Linked DNA regions of Manis javanica: region 2 is linked to region 1. A link is a contact called in public Hi-C data. All regions are on one chromosome and are shown on one strand. The core of a region is the stretch at or near the end of the contact, and the rest is flanking DNA. Distances in the headings are between cores, read along the strand shown. Region 1 holds the start of LOC118971948 (protocadherin gamma-B1-like). Region 2 holds the start of LOC108383318 (protein diaphanous homolog 1-like).

The links. A called contact is a pair of places that touch in the nucleus more often than the background predicts.
Region 2: a contact with region 1 is called in a Hi-C map of blood, with 6 times the contacts expected there. The contact joins the promoter of LOC108383318 here to the promoter of LOC118971948 in region 1. A contact is called at or near these places in 2 of 2 Hi-C or Micro-C datasets (blood and fibroblasts).

What each region holds. Positions count from the first base shown.
Region 1 is chr14:87,885,346-87,889,874 of MJ_LKY, forward strand. LOC118971948 (protocadherin gamma-B1-like) reads left to right here and starts at 1,426. Exons shown (of 3, transcript XM_037015925.2): 1 at 1,426-2,623; 2 at 2,626-4,071; 3 at 4,074-4,354. The coding sequence starts at 2,479. The coding sequence ends at 4,339. The region is part of intron 1 of LOC108392751 (protocadherin gamma-C4); the gene reads left to right.
Region 2 is chr14:88,060,268-88,065,209 of MJ_LKY, forward strand. It overlaps LOC108383318 (protein diaphanous homolog 1-like), which reads right to left and starts at 2,960. Exons shown (of 7, transcript XM_073221857.1): 1 at 2,681-2,960.

The DNA of each region.
Region 1 (4,529 bases), core at 176-2,675:
GGTTTCCATAAAATGATGCTAACCCCTTCCAAGCCGGATCACATTCTTTTCATCTCAATGACATAAAAAGTGTAGGATGAAAAATTGTTGGAGTTGGTCAAATGGTTTTACCTGGCCTATAGTCTGTATTAGGTACACCTAAAGTGCATGTATGGGTGTGCGTGTGTGTGTATTGATTTCAGCCTCTTGTCTGAAGGTTGGAAGCTCAATTGCCTAAACTGTTTTATGAATTTTGGAGTGGCATTTCTTGTTCCTCGAGAAGGATTTAAAAAATGTACAGAGGTATGTCTCAGCCTCTGTGGGAGATTTCCAGACCATCCACTTCAACAATGGAACAGAAGTTCTCCAACTTTCTTGAGCCAGAAATTGTTTGCTCATTTGAAATTTATGAAATTGTTTTCACCCATGAAATCTCTTAAGATAGCATCCAAAATTAAACCCAAATGCATTTCATTAGATCTCAAGCAAAGGAACAGACCTCTCCCTTCACATATTAGAAAGAGGTATATTCAATAGTGCCTGAACAAAATAACTGAAAGCAGAGAGGGGTGTTTTTCACTCAAACGTGCAAGTACGTCACAGGAAAAGGGGCACATAACATTTGAAATATCTCTTTTTAGGGAAAATATCTTTATAATACTAATATCATTTTCCTTGTAAGGAGAGAAAAAAAATTAAATGGCTAGTGCCAGAGGAACTTTAAGTGGTCAAAGAGAAATTTCTAAGAACCCCATATAAAACAGCCTGTGTGTGTTGTGAAAATGCACAGAGAATACAAAAGCAGGACAATTTCCATCTGCTTGTATAGGTAATGAAAGGTTTCAGACATTAAATTTTCACTAAAAAGGATATTTTTAAAGGATGGAAAAGGATTCACTACAATATAAAGGGGGGAGGGTTTATAGTAAAAAAAAAAAAACACCAAGTATAAAGACATGAAGTAGGGTAAGCAAGGGAAAGGATATCCTAGGAAAACAGTTTTGTCTGGAGTGTAAGATGAGTATGGATTAGCCCTGCATGGATTAGCCCTGCAAAATAGTGGGATATTGGGTAGTGCATCTAATTTGGTAGTGCATTTGAAATAAAGGTATTTGTTTTAGTTACTCAAGACCGGTGCAGGGATTACAGGGTATAAGTTCCAAATGGAGTGTCTAAGGACTTTGCTGTACTTAATGGGAAGATTATTTATGTTTTTAAAAGATGAGCAATACATTAAAATAATCTAAGTCCTTGACTCATTCTTTTTATTTTTTGCAAAGACTCTATCTTTGCATAGTATTAGTGAATTGATAAAGTATATATGGAGAGTTAAAATACTAAATAAGGGAAGTTATGGATTTATAAAAATGCGAGGATCATAGTCCACTAAAATGTGAATAAAAAGCCGGTAACTTATTTGGTTACATCAAAACTAGTTATGCCAATGTTTACAAATACAGAGAGATCATTGAAGATGTTCTTGACCCCTGAACTGAAAAAATGGCTTATATGCCTTATGAAATTTTTAATGAAAAAAGACTGTAAAATAAAATAAAATGGAAGTGCTCATGAAATGATGGAAAACCAGAAATTCAAAGGGAATCTGAATATTTGGTCATTTCCAACAAATAAAAAGATCGGTACACAGATTCAAGAACTTTTAAACTTTGAAGATAGCTAGGCAATATGCACTTTTCCCAGACAACCTCCGGGCGCCGCTATTGACCAAAGGGAAGAAGGGTTCTCAGCTCCACGGAATGTCAGGCAGAGCATTTTCCTGCTTTGTCCTGTGCAAGTCAGAACACTGATGGCATCTCCTCTAGCACCCAACGAACAAGTCCTCCCTCAAAACACAAAAGTCCAGGTTGCCATCGCTGATTTTTTAAACATCCCAGAGACATCTTGAAAAGAAGCTTTCCAGAGAGTTAAAGAAATGCAAAGGTGCTCCAGAAAAACTGAAATGATGAAGAATCGGATACTGTTTTTTTTCTTGCTGCCTTTGTTTTGTGGGACCATCTCCCAGCAGATCCAGTACGCAGTTCCGGAAGAGATAGCCAAGGGCTCATGGGTGGAGAATCTTGCCAAGGATCTGAGGCTCAGTGTCCAGGAGTTGCCAGCTCAAAAACTGCGAGTTAGTGCAGAGGATTTTTGCAATGTGAGTGTACAGAGTGGAGATTTATTAATGAGTGGTAGGATAGATGGAGAGAAAATTTGCGGGAGTAAATCCGAGTGTGCACTAGAGTTTGAACTGGTGGCTGACAACCCAATGAATGTTGATTGTTGCAATTCAAGATATAAATGACAATGCACCATATTTCACTGCTAAAAGCATTGACTTGGAAATCTATGAGTCAGCCTTACTAGGGGTAAAATTCCCTCTGGATTCTGCACAAGACCCGGATGTAGAAAGTAACTCACTGAAGTAACACTATCAATTCCAATGAACACTTCTCTCTGTCAACGAAGGAGAGTCCCGATGGAAGTAAATACCCAGAATTAATGCTGGTAAAACCTCTGGACAGGGAACGACAGAGCTTCCTCCACTTAATCCTAACTGCCAAGGATGGTGGGGACCCTCCACTAAGCGGCACCACCCAGATCCGTATCCAGGTCACTGATGCCAGTGATAATGCTCCATTCTTCAGCCAGACACATACAGAGTTAGCCTGCAAGAAAATGTGCCCTGGGGAACCTCTGTGTTACGGGTGATGGCCACTGACCGGGACGAGGGCATTAATGCAGAGATCATGCCTTCCTCAATGCCCCCAACAAGTACCAGCCTCCTCTTCAATCTCAATGCAATTACCAGCGACATCAAAACCAATGGCACACTGGACTTTGAAGAGACAAGTAGATATATGTTGGGTGTAGAAGCCAAAGATGGAGGGATGCACACGGCTCACTGTACTGTTTAGATTGAGATTGTTGATGAGAACGACAATGCCCCAGAGTTGAAATTCATTTCCTTTTCTAACCATATTCCAGAAGACTTAGACCTTGGAACTGTAATAGCTCTCATTAAAGTGCGGTACCAGGATTCTGGGCAAAATGGTCTGGTGACATGCTATATTCAGGAAGACGTTCCCTTCAAATTAGAATCCAACTCTAAGAATTATTACAAGCTGGTGATTGACAATGACCTAGACCATGAACAGATGGCAGAGTACAATGTCACCATCACAGCTACCGACAAGGGCAAGCCATCCCTCTCCTCCAGGGCAAGCGTCATCCTACACATTGGCAACGTCAACGACAACGCGCCGGTTTTCCAGCAGGCCTCCTACGTGGTCCACGTGGCAGAGAACAACCCGCCCGGCGCCTCCATCGCGCAAGTCAGCGCCTCCGACCCCGACCTGGGGCCCAACGGCCACGTCTCCTACTCCATCGTGGCCAGCGACCTGGAGCCGCGGGCGCTGTGGTCCTACGTGTCGGTGAGCGCGCAGAGCGGCGCGGTGTTCGCGCAGCGCGCCTTCGACCACGAGCAGCTGCGCGCCTTCGAGCTGGCGCTGCAGGCCCGCGACCAGGGCTCGCCCGCGCTCGGCGCCAACGTGAGCCTGCGCGTGCTGGTGGGCGACCGCAACGACAACGCGCCGAGGGTGCTGTACCCGGCGCTGGGGCCCGACGGCTCGGCGCTCTTCGACACGGTGCCGCGCGCCGCGCAGCCCGGCTACCTGGTCACCAAGGTGGTGGCGGTGGACGCCGACTCGGGACACAACGCCTGGCTGTCCTACCACGTGCTGCAGGCCAGCGAGCCCGGCCTCTTCAGCCTGGGGCTGCGCACGGGCGAGGTGCGCACGGCGCGCGCCTTGGGCGACAGGGACGCGGCCAGACAGCGCCTGCTGGTCGCTGTGCGCGATGGGGGACAGCCTCCCCTCTCGGCCACCGCCACGCTGCACCTGGTCTTCGCGGACAGCCTCCAAGACGTGCTGCCGGATCTTAGCGACCGTCCCGCGCCCGCTGACCCCCAGGCTGAGCTGCAGTTTTACCTGGTGTTGGCCTTGGCCTTGATCTCGGTGCTCTTCCTCCTCGCGGAGATTCTGGCCATTGGCCTGCGCCTGCATCGCTCTTCAAGTCCCAGTGTCGGGGGATGCTTCAGCCGGGTCTCAGTTCCAACTATAACGAGGGGACTTTGCCTTATTCCTACAATCTGTGCGTTGCCTTACATTCAGCAAAGATCAAATTTAATTTTCCTAACCTGACACCAGAAATCTCTCCCCCTCACCATCTTCTATGTAATGATCCTTCTATGGATGTGTGTGCCAGTAATGAAGACCCCAAAATCGCATATTACCCCTCTTATTCCTCTTACTTGAATTTTTGCAAACCTACTGAAATTTCAAATGTTATGTTTTATTCTTAGTCATGCATAATTATTTTTGGTTGTTCATTATGTAGTGATGGTAGTGACAGAGGAGGTGCATTGGATGGGTAGACATTGATTCTTTGATTACTTAGTAGTCTTGGTAGTTATGTAATCACTACTTCTTAATCTTTACTGCTAGCATTTCTGTATAGTCAGCAAATCTTGCCAGAGCTTTTTCTTGGCTATC
Region 2 (4,942 bases), core at 1,710-4,209, 180 kb after region 1:
ACCACTTAAACCCAGGCTTAGATTCCCAAAGAGGGAGAGGGAGGCTGCCTGCTACCTCCAAAGCCAGCCCCCTGTGACTGCTGGGTGTCCAGCAGTCAGACAGCACTTCGTCCTTGCTCAGCCGGCAGAGACCTGCCGCATGCACCTGGCGCTCAGGATGCTGGTGGCCGGCAGCAAGGTGAGGCCCGGGTGATGAAGTGCTGAGTAACGGAGTCTGTGGCTGCGCCCTGGCCTGTCTCTCTCCCTCCCCCTGCCAGACTCCTCCCTTGCAGAACTCTTTTTTTTTCCTGCGTCACAAACACAAAATGGAGTTAGCTGGGAGCAGAAACAATCTGTCTAAAATGGCTGAATGCAGTAGGGAGTGCCAGGCGGTAAAGAGAAGGGAAAGGGCACCCCCTACTGTACAATAGTGGGGACACTCTTTTTCACTATTTTTGCCAATCAAAAGAACCAGTCCTAGAGACTGCAAGTTAATTTTGTCCTTAATCTTGACACTTAGGTTGAAATATAAAATTCAAAGAAATTGAGGCATGAAGGAAAGATAATTTTCAGTTTTTAAAGACAGAGAAGGGTCAAGGCACAAAGTCAGCCGCTGAGTCCCGGCTACTGCCTGGGTAAGACAGTAACAGTTTCTAAGGACACACAGAACGGAAGGAAGGTCCTTCTTAGCGCAGTATTCCCCAACTTCAGAAATGAGCCAAGGGCCCCTGGAGCCATCACTTCCCCAGGAATTCCTGCAGCGGGCTTCTCTCAGTGAAGACTACAAACAGGAAATGGAGGACAGGGGAATTGCCCAACATCCTGGAAACTAAGTTCTTAAGAACTGCAGGTGGGAGTGAGTAAGTGGGGTCGGAAAACAGACTGGGAAAATACCGCTGAGAACACAGATTGGCTCTACAGCCGGTTCCATCTGCAGGGCTTATTCAGGCTGAGCTATTGAGGCAACTCTCACTCACTGACTCAGGACCACACACTACTTGCTCTGCCCAAGATACAGCCTGTGGCATTTGTCCCTATTCTAAGGAAACACCCTCCATAATCTAATGCTGCACCTCCCTTGAGTAACCAAGTACCTTACGACTAACAGAGAACACATGAGAAAAGGTGGAAGAAGTGGGAAACAACGCTGAATCGTCTGTGGATCCGGGTCACCAGTGGTTTCCCCTGCATGAATGAGGCAGCACAAACGTGCAAGCTTATGCCCCATCCCTTAAGTGAGGTAATGGCAGCATATGCCAAAGAGGCACAGGATCACTACTGGAAGTCAGAACACAAGCGGACTCTGGCACCACTATAGTTCTTTCTGAAGAAACAGTCTTTGTTCAAGAGTAGATCTTCCGAGCTTATCTGAGAGATCAGAACACTTAGCAAGATCCCTAAGAAATAACACAAGCTTTCAGTGGAGGTGACATACCCATGGAATTGCCTAGTTCTTCCAGCATACAATAAGCCATGCCTGGTACGCTCTACCTGAGCTCTCTGATTCTGGGAGGAGGACAAAGCAACAGGGGCCTATCATGTGCTAATGTAAGAAGCTACCCGTGTAGAGGATTTCTACTTTATATTCCTCACAGCTGTAATTCACGAGGGATATTCGGCACCTCAAAGCCATTTGTAGGCGTACACCATAAAAAGGAAACCAAATGAACAACATGTTAACAGAACAGTTGTTACTTCTGCCCCAAGGTAACCAGATTCCTGTCACTAACCTCCTGGCCAAAACTAATACCCATCTGCTAAATCCCACAGAACTAGACCGTCATGGATGCAAGCAGTCCACTCAGACCGTAAGAGGGATGGTGGAAATGGATACACCTGAAGGACAAGAAGCAACTCAGACAGAACTCCAATGCTATAGGAGCCAAGTGCTGAGAGGACAAAGGGGGCAAACAGAAATCTGAAAGGGTGGCAGAAAAGCAGTATTACAAATCTGGGCAGCTCACAAAGCACTTGATCTTCAGACAAGACAGTCATTGAGCTTCTCACAGACACTTTCCCAGCACACCCAGGAAGGTGACTCAACAGGGCTGTGCCAGCAAAGAGGCCAGCTACAGAAACGCGTGTGGGTAGGGACTGCAAGGACAGGCACTGCCCCAACCAAGTCAGCAAACGGGCAGGACAAGTTTGTGCAAGGGGTCAGGGATGCTGCAGGGCAGGAGAAAAGGCACCAATGTAAGGCACTAGGAATAAAGCTTTTCCTTTTCACTAAGAAAAGGTAGCAGGATCTAAGTAAGGTCCACACATTGCAAGTGGTTGATGTATTTTTAAATTGTCTTTTAATCTATATGATGCCCTCCCTCCCATTCCCCCCCCCCCTCCAGACTTATTTTTTGAAGAAATGAGGACATTGGTCACTGGGGAAAAGCAAAGGGCACTGGTGCAGGGCCATGGCAGTTCTTAGAAGCAGGCACCTCAGGGTTCTCTGAACATGCCTGCCTTTCAGTGTATGTGGATTCTGAGCCTCACAGATTTGAGGTCAAATTCTGGCTTGGTATTTCCTTGCTATGAGATCTTAATTAACAAAGAATATATCAATTCTGTACTTCTTATTTCATGGTTATAAAATAAACATAATACCTATTACACAGCATTGTTTCCATAACTAGAAATAATAGGCCCCTATCACAGTATCTGACCTTAAATAGGTATTCTTGAATAAGAGACTGAGAAGGCAAAATACCTTTATCTTTTTTCTAGGTGCCTGGAACAGTTCCATTCTCTCTTCTGTCTCACTCCCGCTCACCTAAATACTGAGTAAACTGCAGATGTCTAGGCCATTCTCTGTAACAAAGCATCCTAAAAATACCATCCATTTTATTTAGGGTACTGGGAGGGGAAGTAGCAGGGTAAGAGCAGAACAAAGAGAACAGACGGAATAAACACACCCAGCCCCCAGACTGCGTCTGCAGAGGCAGCTGCTGGTTTTCGTCATCCTGCTGTTTTTTTCCCTTCTTTGTTCCTAAGGTGGAAGCCAGGAAAGGGTGTGGAAAGAGTGGGGAGAAGGGGTGGGGATTAGGGCAGCACTGTCATCACTGTTACGGAAAGTCACCTGATACTCTCCTCCAATCCCTAGTCTCTGACCTCACAATCTGCAACCGGAGCCAAAATAGCTCAACTGCGCACACCCCGTGGCTGAAAAGGGAAATGCAGGCAGAAGAGGAATGCAAACAGAACAGAAGGGGACACTCGTGGAAGGATTTTAGCAGTTTTTCTTGCCAAGTGGAAATTTAAACACACACACACACACACACACACACAGAACACTGTCTTATTTTCTAATCTGACAGATATAAAAGAATGAATCATGGACACTTAAGAGTTGGGATTGCCATACGATCTGGAAGTTACAATGATCCTATTCCATCTTGCATACATGGGGTTCCCTTACCCAAGGATGCCGAGATAAGAATAAATTGCTTTTAAAATTGGAATCTGATTTTTCAGAGAGAAGCAGGTGAGGATTATTATGGGGAATGAAATAAAGGAAGCTGTGACCTTCTCTGTGAAACTGGATATTAGCATTCTGCTTTGCAGACATTAATTTATTAGGTCTAAGTACTTCTAGAAACCTCTTTTTCAAGCATCCTGGACACCTGCAAACTTCCTTCTTAAACCTTTTGTCTTTCCCATTATAAAAGTAAGATGACCATATTACAGAAAAATTGAAGGGGAAAAAAATCTAGCTCCCCAACAAAATCTGCTATAGTATTCTGGTATATACCCTCCCAATCTTTTACATCCGCATTTTTCTGTAAAACACAACTGAAATACTGTTGCACATAATACTTCCCTGCTTCTCCCACCTAAAATTATATCATGAGCGTTTTTGCATGTTCCTCCAAAGGAAAATGGGCCAGAATCATAAAATGGGAAAGTTACAAGGTACTAAGTTCTAAAGCAGTTATGTCCAGAACAAAAACTGAGAAGGGAAACCATGAGGTAGGCTGCCCCTTTCCTTTGGAGACCATACCCCTCTCTTTAAGGAGTAGCTTCCCTATGCTAGGGATTTTGCAGAGCTCTGCTCCTGCTCAAGAATATGATGCTCCAGTGAAATAGCTAGAGGCCTGGAAGGCCCCTTAGCAGAACTCTTAAAAGTCTTTTTTCCCCACATCACATGGCTGGGGGGGGGGGCACTAGTATGAATTGCTACAAATTTAGAGTTGGTGTGGGTAATTAGCTGTTCACCCATCATGTAAGAGAGCTGGCAGGTAAAAGTAGGAGACCAAAAGGACACACATGCACGCCAAGAAGCAGTCAGAGCAAATGGGTTTTTGCAGCTACTGTTTCAAACAGGACAGATAACTTCACTACTGTATTTGTTTTATCCTAGCATTCATTATAAAAGGAATGCATGCTTATAGGAAATTCAGAAGTTTTTTAAAAATGAGGACAATCTCTATGTACTGATATGAAAAATCTCCAGGATATAGAAGGTAAAAGAACATTATAAATAGAATGTTACCTTTTGGTGAAGGGAGGGAGGGGAAAAATCTGTATTAGTGTTTGCTTATAATTGTGTTTTTTAAAACTAATGAAAAGATAACTAAGAAACTAATAAAAATGGTTACCTCTAGATGGTGGAGGAGGGGAAGGATGGGATGAATGAATACTAGAGTGGGAATGAGGCTTTCTTCTATCATCTCAAATTCTCAACTACCTGTATTGGCTATGCAGAAAAATAGGAAATACAGAAGCATAAGAAAAGCCCCAGAGGAACAATTCTTTGGTGGAGATACCCTTAGCACTCCTTGGCAACTAGTTTTTCTACAACCACGTATTTAGAGGGAGATTCGTCCCATGTTAGCAGAAAGTTCCAATCCAGCAATTCCCAAAGATTGTTAGGAATCCTTCGAACAGCACTCTCCCCTTGAGGCAGCAGTTTGGCGCCAGGACAGCCAGAGAGCACCGTGCATCACTCTTCCGCTTACGCCAAGGCCCCGCT